2 separate regions of the Anas platyrhynchos genome follow, and region 1 is linked to region 2. The links are chromatin contacts, called in public Hi-C maps. All regions are on one chromosome and are shown on one strand. Each heading gives the region's core, a stretch centred on a gene start, on an enhancer-like site or on the middle of the called end of the contact. The rest is flanking DNA. Distances are from core to core; before and after follow the strand shown.

Evidence for each region. A called contact is a pair of places that touch in the nucleus more often than the background predicts.
Region 1: a Hi-C map of subcutaneous adipose tissue shows a contact between it and region 2, with 2.7 times the contacts expected there. The contact joins two enhancer-like sites. A contact is called at or near these places in 5 of 8 Hi-C or Micro-C datasets (F1 follicle, liver, skeletal muscle and 1 more).

The regions. Positions count from the first base shown.
Region 1 is chr13:6,454,585-6,458,013 of IASCAAS_PekinDuck_T2T, forward strand. The region is part of intron 4 of SLC25A26 (solute carrier family 25 member 26); the gene reads right to left. Among named protein-coding and RNA genes, the nearest start is that of SLC25A26, 44 kb to the right of the region's middle. Within about 2 kb of position 1,382, at least 2 of the 8 cell types and tissues checked have an H3K27ac peak or open chromatin away from gene starts, as enhancers often do. A contact at or near this core is called in subcutaneous adipose tissue, where this site is marked.
Region 2 is chr13:6,235,203-6,238,601 of IASCAAS_PekinDuck_T2T, forward strand. No RefSeq gene overlaps it. Among named protein-coding and RNA genes, the nearest start is that of KBTBD8, 20 kb to the left of the region's middle. Within about 2 kb of position 1,254, at least 1 of the 8 cell types and tissues checked has an H3K27ac peak or open chromatin away from gene starts, as enhancers often do. A contact at or near this core is called in subcutaneous adipose tissue, where this site is marked.

The DNA of each region.
Region 1 (3,429 bases), core at 132-2,631, 220 kb after region 2:
AAGCAGGAATGAAGCAGATAACCTCCCACTGAGGTATGAGCACATTACTTATTTAGATGTGTAGGGATACTTCTTTATGGCTCTTCTCTTTTCAAGTTAGACAGTGCGATGTCAAATGCAAATTCAGAATACAATGTACTAGCTGTTCTCCCGTGGAACGCAGGGGTAGTATCCTGGTTTATGTTTTTACTCTTTTTGGGGGTTTATTTTGTCTGAAAGAGCATCCAGGGGCCTCAGTTTACTCATGACAAACTCACCCGTGTCACATACCGTGCATCACTGGCAGTATTTAACTGGGAAAGATTCAAGCCTGGAACAGCCAGATCTGGTAGAGTGACCTGAGGGTTGCTCTATCTGCCATTCGAAGCCAAAATGTTCAGGCCAAGCTCTGCTTTATTGTAGCCAGGCCTGCTGGCTTTGAAAAGCAAGAATACAATTTTCACTTATTCAACCCGCATAAAAAGAAAATTTGCAGAGCTTACACTTTATTGGCTTCTATAAAATTAACAGAAAAGTAAAAGCAAGATAAGAGGCCGGTTTAATAACACCATTTCCATTTGCAGCATATGCACCAGGCCTGCTTTGCCTACATTTCTATAAAAATAATGAAAGTCATGCTACCATCCATCCCGTCCCTTCCCCCACGTGCATTTCCAGTTACAGACGCAGTGACTGCGAGCCCTCCCATTACACCTCCAGTTCTTCACTCTGTGCGAAGACCAAGCCAATCTGCCTCCTCATTCTTAGGAAATTCTTAGGAAAGACCCAAGAGTCCTTCCTCCTTGGAGGGAAACCACAGCCAGGCTGCTCTTCCGAACTGCAAATACCTGACCAGAAGCATCCCATGCACAGTGCAGACCCAGGTTATGAGGGAGTGCTGCTCCTGCATCTTGCAACCACAGGCAGCTCTCCTCCTGCCTCACAGGAGATGCCACGTGCCTCTCAAGGTGTGACTGCGGCTGATCACTGTGGTCCTGGACACAGTGGGTAGCTCACCTGGCCAGGCAGGGCAAGAGAAGCCCTCTGCTTCCTGCTAAACAAGCACGAATGGAACCAGCCACCTGGTATCAAACAAACAAAAAAAGCAAAGCACAACCAATCAAACCGAAAGTATCAGCCCCGTATTTGTACTGCCATAAAGGTCCCTGGCTATCCTTAAGATTTTTTTTTTTAGTCCCAGGAAATTCAATGGGACTGCTCCCCAGAGTCAACAAAACAAACAGCATTTCAAGTTTTATGTTTCCTTTGCAACTGGGTTGAGAGGCAGGATTAAAGCAAAGTCAATTCCAAGCTCCACAGGGCACCCTAAGATTGGATCCCTTGCAAGAGGCATTTCCTTGGGCTGGCGCTGCAGCAATCACAGGCATTGTGTGCCCTCTAGTGTGTGACTGCTCATAGCGCTCAGTCAGTCTGCACAGAGCAAGGGAGAGACCCAAGAAAGGTCACTGTGCTCCAACTTCTTTTTTTTTTTTTTTTTTTTGAAACAGAAGCAAAAGTTCCCATGCCCAAAATTAACTTCTTTTCCCTTAACCAGACAAGATGTTTACTATAAGGATTGATTGCTAGTGAATTCCCAGAATATCCCTTAAAAAAAATAAATAAGCAAGTTGTTTGATCTATTTGGTTAGCTAAAACCAGCTGAATCTGGCCCTTAAAATGTTCTGAGGCTAGGTATGACTTTGGCTTTAAGCATTTTGTTTGTTTGGTTGTTTTTTTTTTTTTGTTGTTGTGTTTTGTTTTTTGGGATGGGGGGGTGTCACATCTCCTCTGCTCACAACAGTGGAATCAAAACTTCTTTCCTGCAAGATAAAAATAAGCTGGGTTTTCAAAAGAAATTTGTGGTGTCACCTGCTTTAACCACTTGGAAGAGCCACTCTTGTAGCCAACTGTCACAAGTGCCGTACTTCCAAAACGTGGAATGGGGGAACACGGAATTTACCACAATCGTGCTAAATTAAACAAGCTCTGCGGCAGGTCTGCTCTGTTTTTCCACACCTTCATCCACAATCTTGGGTTTTCAGTTTCAACTCTTCATATCTCTCAGTTGGTGCCTAATACTTAGTTTGATGTACACATACGTAATCTAACAAGCAACAGAGCAAGCATTCTATCCATACATACGTGCATGTGTACAGATAAACGTATAAAAGAATTTAAAATCTAGCAACGCATCAGGGTTGGGTGGAATTATTTATGGCTAAATGAAGCCCGGTTTCAGCAGCAGCAATCTAAATTAAAATCAGTTTCTTCTCTTCTGCATGTTTTAGCTCCATCCCTCCAGTTCTGTTGGTGTACCTACAGATGAAAATCACGATTGCTGTTGCCTTCAAAAATCTGCACAAACAGTAAGTCAAGCACTGAGGTTTCCACCAAAACCAGTACTGCTGACGGGCACGGTATTATGGAAATGTGCAGATCTGAGCTTTCATATCAAGGGTATGGACAATGGATTCCTAGAACCAATGCTGGGATGATTGAAGAGATTTTTCCATCTGTCTGCACCATCCTACTGCCAGAAGTTCCTTATCCTGGGTCAGACCCAGCAGAAGCTGGTCCACATCAGGCCCTCCAAACTGCAGTTCAGAGCCCACCACTCTGCAGCGCTTTAAGTCACCAAGATGCTAACCTCCTAGCAGAAACGGGGGGTCTCTTCCAAACAAGTCACTAGAGCTCACCAGGAAATGCTCGCAGACCTTTCTCTTGCTGAACTATTTCCACATGCTACAGAATTTGAAATCATCATCTTTCTGATAAAATAGAAAGCAAGAAGACAGTCACCATGTAGCTTGGGGCTGGAAGCTCCCAAGTGCTAAGCGCCAAGCCCAAGGCTGAGCAGAAAGCTCCACAGGACTGTGCTCTGGTCAAGAGATGTGCTTCGGGACCTGAGGGTGCAGACACTCAGCTTTTTGTGTTAAAGCAGAACTGCTGCTTAAGAGAATATCATGCAAGGAATTTGGGGAAAATGCTTTTGATCTTGGACTGCTGAGTTTTCTGTTCTTCAGCAGATGTAGAGAAAACCAGGCAATAGCTGCCCCAAGTAGGAAAACCAGATAATTGCTGTTAATAGTGACAGTAGTATCGTTCTGTACATGGAAATCTTCCACTGTAAAAGTCATTTTTTCGTCTATTTCAGGCAAGAATTTCATCCTTGAAAGCATGTCCCATATTGCCGAACTGCTTGCTGTTCCAGACCCATCATGCACACTGAGAGGACGATTTGCCTTAGAGAGTGCAAGACCCTTGATAAGGAATTATTAAAAACAACGCCGTTTTTTACATGTATATGCATGCGTGTCTCTGTTCAGATTTTATACAAGCAGCTATACCACACACGCGCCCCTATCTTTTTACAGTTAGATAAGAACCTGCTTCAGCACAGCCACCAACGAAATGCAGCCTGCACCGGATCCAGCCCGGGAACTCATCAGC
Region 2 (3,399 bases), core at 4-2,503:
CCAGGGCTGTTAGTGATTGCTGGAAATCACCTTTATTACAGCAGAGGAGTCTCCACCTGCTCCTGCAGGCTTGGACATGCTCAAGGGCAAAGGAAGCCACATCCTGAGCGTCCTGACCCACTGCAGTTGATTCCCTACCATAAGCAAGAGAGAAACTCAGGCGTGAGAAATTACTGCAGTGCTTGGAAGGCAAACTCCAAGTTTAATGGCTAAAACTTGTCCATAATAAATGCATTTCCACCCTGGCTCCTGACTGTGAGCTAAAAGCAGCCAAAAACAGCTCATGAATTATTACTTGCTGGCCTCCCTGACCAAAGACCTCGCTGTTGCAGGAAAGCAAAACCATCTGGAGCAGAAGGCTAGGCAGGGTGAGGCTACCCAGGGCTAGCACAGCTTTCTGAAAGGAGCCATATAAAACCACAGAACAAGAAAAGAAAAAATATATATATTCTGCCTTAAAAAAAAAAAAAAAAAAAAAAAGCCATGTTTAGGACATGTAACAGGGTTTTTCATCCTCGTAGGCAGGTGGAACTGGAAGCAGGCTTTGCCTTCAGTGCTTTGGGGCCACGAGCAATGTCCCAAACAAGAGCGGGTGCTGGCTGTTGTGGCCAGCAGTCGCCCTCGCTGGAGGTTCCTGCCCAGGCTATGTTACATCGCTGTTAATTAGGGAGCAAGATGCCAAGTCGTAAAAATCCAGATGTTCAAATAATGCGCACACACAGAGCCTCAGCCACTAACAGTCCACAAACCGAGGGGCGCAGCACAAGCAAAGCTCTTCTGTCAAGAGCAGCTGAACTGAAATCAGGGCGCGAATGGCTCAGACAACTTGTGCTCGAGTTTGAAAGCAAAGTTGCTCAAACACCAGATTGTAGCTAAGGAGAAATGGCCACCACTGCTGTAAATGTGGAAGGGGCTCCCATCTTATTTCAAGTGCTGGCTTCTGCCCTGGTGAGGCACGTCGTGGATGCCTCCGGCGCTGGGAAGAAGCAAGCTGAGTTCATGGGAGGTAGAGGGAAGCGGGTGGCTTTGTGGCCCAAATGTCCCCCCCTCCTCGGCCACCATGATGGGGACAGCACAGCCAAGCAGTGTCAGAGCCACTTTCATGTCCTGCCAGCACAGTCCCCCCGTGGTCCAGGCTCCCTTCCCACTCTGGCACCACCCCTGCAGGAAGCACTGGGGCTCAGCACCCCTTGGCAGGGCTGTGAGCCCTCCTGTGACCACAGCGAGCATTTTACTTCATCCCCTGGATGGCCTCTGGCTGCGCAAGCTCTTTTCCTTGCACGATTAGGAAGGCGGCCAGAGACTATCATCACGCAGGAGATGTTCCAAGTAACCTCAAATGTAAAAGATTGCCAGCACGCACGCCCATAAGCACCAGTCGGGAAGAGCTTCGTTATTCCAGAAAACATTTCAGGACACATTTAAGCCCCAGCAAAGCCTGTGCTCTCCTACAGAGAGGCTGTGGCCCCAGAGCAGATGGAAAGATGTACCTGGTCCATGAATGTCATGGACTTTTTTTTTTTGATCCCTTTCACCTTGATCTCCTATTGAGCCAGAGCAGCCACAAACATCATGCAGGTCAGCTGGGAAGGAGAGGAAGCTTTGACGAACCCAAACTGACACATTTTGTAGGGAAAGCTGGCACGTTCCTTGTGCTTTGTTTTGCGAGGAGCGCGTTCACCTGCAGAAACACAGAAAGCTGAATCCTTGCCAGAAGAATAATCTGGTAAACTTCATAATGAATATTTCTGCAACACAAAGTCTCTTTGTGGATTTAAATTAATCTAAAACACATTCATTAATTCATAGCTGAGAATTGAATTATATTTTGCTGCTGACCTCCATGTTGTTTGTCTGTAACTAGATTTCCCCTAAAAGGCAGCAGCGCTATTTAATCATAATGCCAACCTTTGGATCTACTTCAGCAGCAATTACCCTGAGCTTTGACTTTGATATAGTTTATAGTTCAGAACGCATCATAAATAACTCTTTCTTCTCCTTTCAGTGCAGCTGTGTGAATGTGTGCAAACTCATGGAAACATGAATCGCTGCCCATTTATCCCATTCGGGCTGCGTGAGGGAGGGATGCTGCCCTGGCCACATGTCCCCGGCCACCCCGGTCTGCCCCGTGGGGATGCTTTGATATCCTCGTGGTGTGAGATGCCATCCCCATCACGCACTTTGGACTGGCACAGCGGGTCCCCTGACCATGGATAAGGGCTGTGCTCATATGGGACCCCAGGGATGGAGCTCACTTTGCCTTGAAGTGGACAATTTGTGTGGGCATCTGTGTGGTCCAGGACACGTGTGAGGCCACATCACGTGGAGAAACGGGCCATGAACCAGCGGTGGGGCTGTTACTCTCAGTACAAAGGGTACAACTCCCACCTGTTGAATCTTCTCTGCAGCTTCCCTGGGATGTTATTTTCCAGCTATTACAAATAACACGGCCGCTGCTCCATGATGCTCCTTCTGTCACTGCTGAGAGGGGCTTTCACAGGCCAGTGACATCAAGGCAAGTGGCTATTGAGGTGGGTGTTTCCCAGAAAACCAACTCCATCTCAGCCCCTGGAGCCCTCTGAAATTCAGGATGGAAGCTCCCAAATGCTTCAGGTCAGAAATCACCATGGTCCTCCCTACACAGCACGGTGTGTGCTCATCATCGAGCTGCTCCAGCAATACCTCCAGGGAAAGAGGTGCCATAAGATGGACCACAACCTGCCTACAGACCACAGCTGAGAAACCCCAGTCCAGGACAAGTCGCTTACTTTTCTGGGTTACAATGCCCAAATATATTAAAAAGAGAAGAAGCTTTAAGGAATATTTATAATCTTGACTGCTCATGAAACAGTCATCCTTAGACTTTGGGGTTCAAGCCAAGTTCCTGCTTCTCAGTTAAAAATGAGTTGTGAATCTTCATAGAAACAGGGGTGTTGTTACTGTTATTTGGTTTGATATGGAAGATTTTAGCCAAAGAGGATGACAGGTTGCAGAAATTATTATGCATTGAATTGTATTTTTTCTTATTTTATCCTAATGTCAGAATAAGACTAAAAAAGCACTTTTGCAGGAGCCTGGCATAGGCTTGCAATTAAATTCAAGTTGCTTTCATGAAGAATGACAACCCAACAGTGGGAAAAATAGCAGCAAAAGCAATACTTGAGATTGTTAAAGGAATCAAATAACGCCCATTAATTTCTGCTCAGCTGCAAAACTTCAGGCCTCTTCCAAAACCTCCTCAAATGATCAACGCATGTCAGATGTAGAGTAGCAGGAGCACACCTGGGTAAGGCACAAGCCAGGTTCAAGTAGTGCCTGTTGGGTGCTTCACTGCAGTATTTCCATGCCCAGGAAGGCTCAGATAGTGCCTGAAAGTGCAGAATTTGGGTGGCTACACTC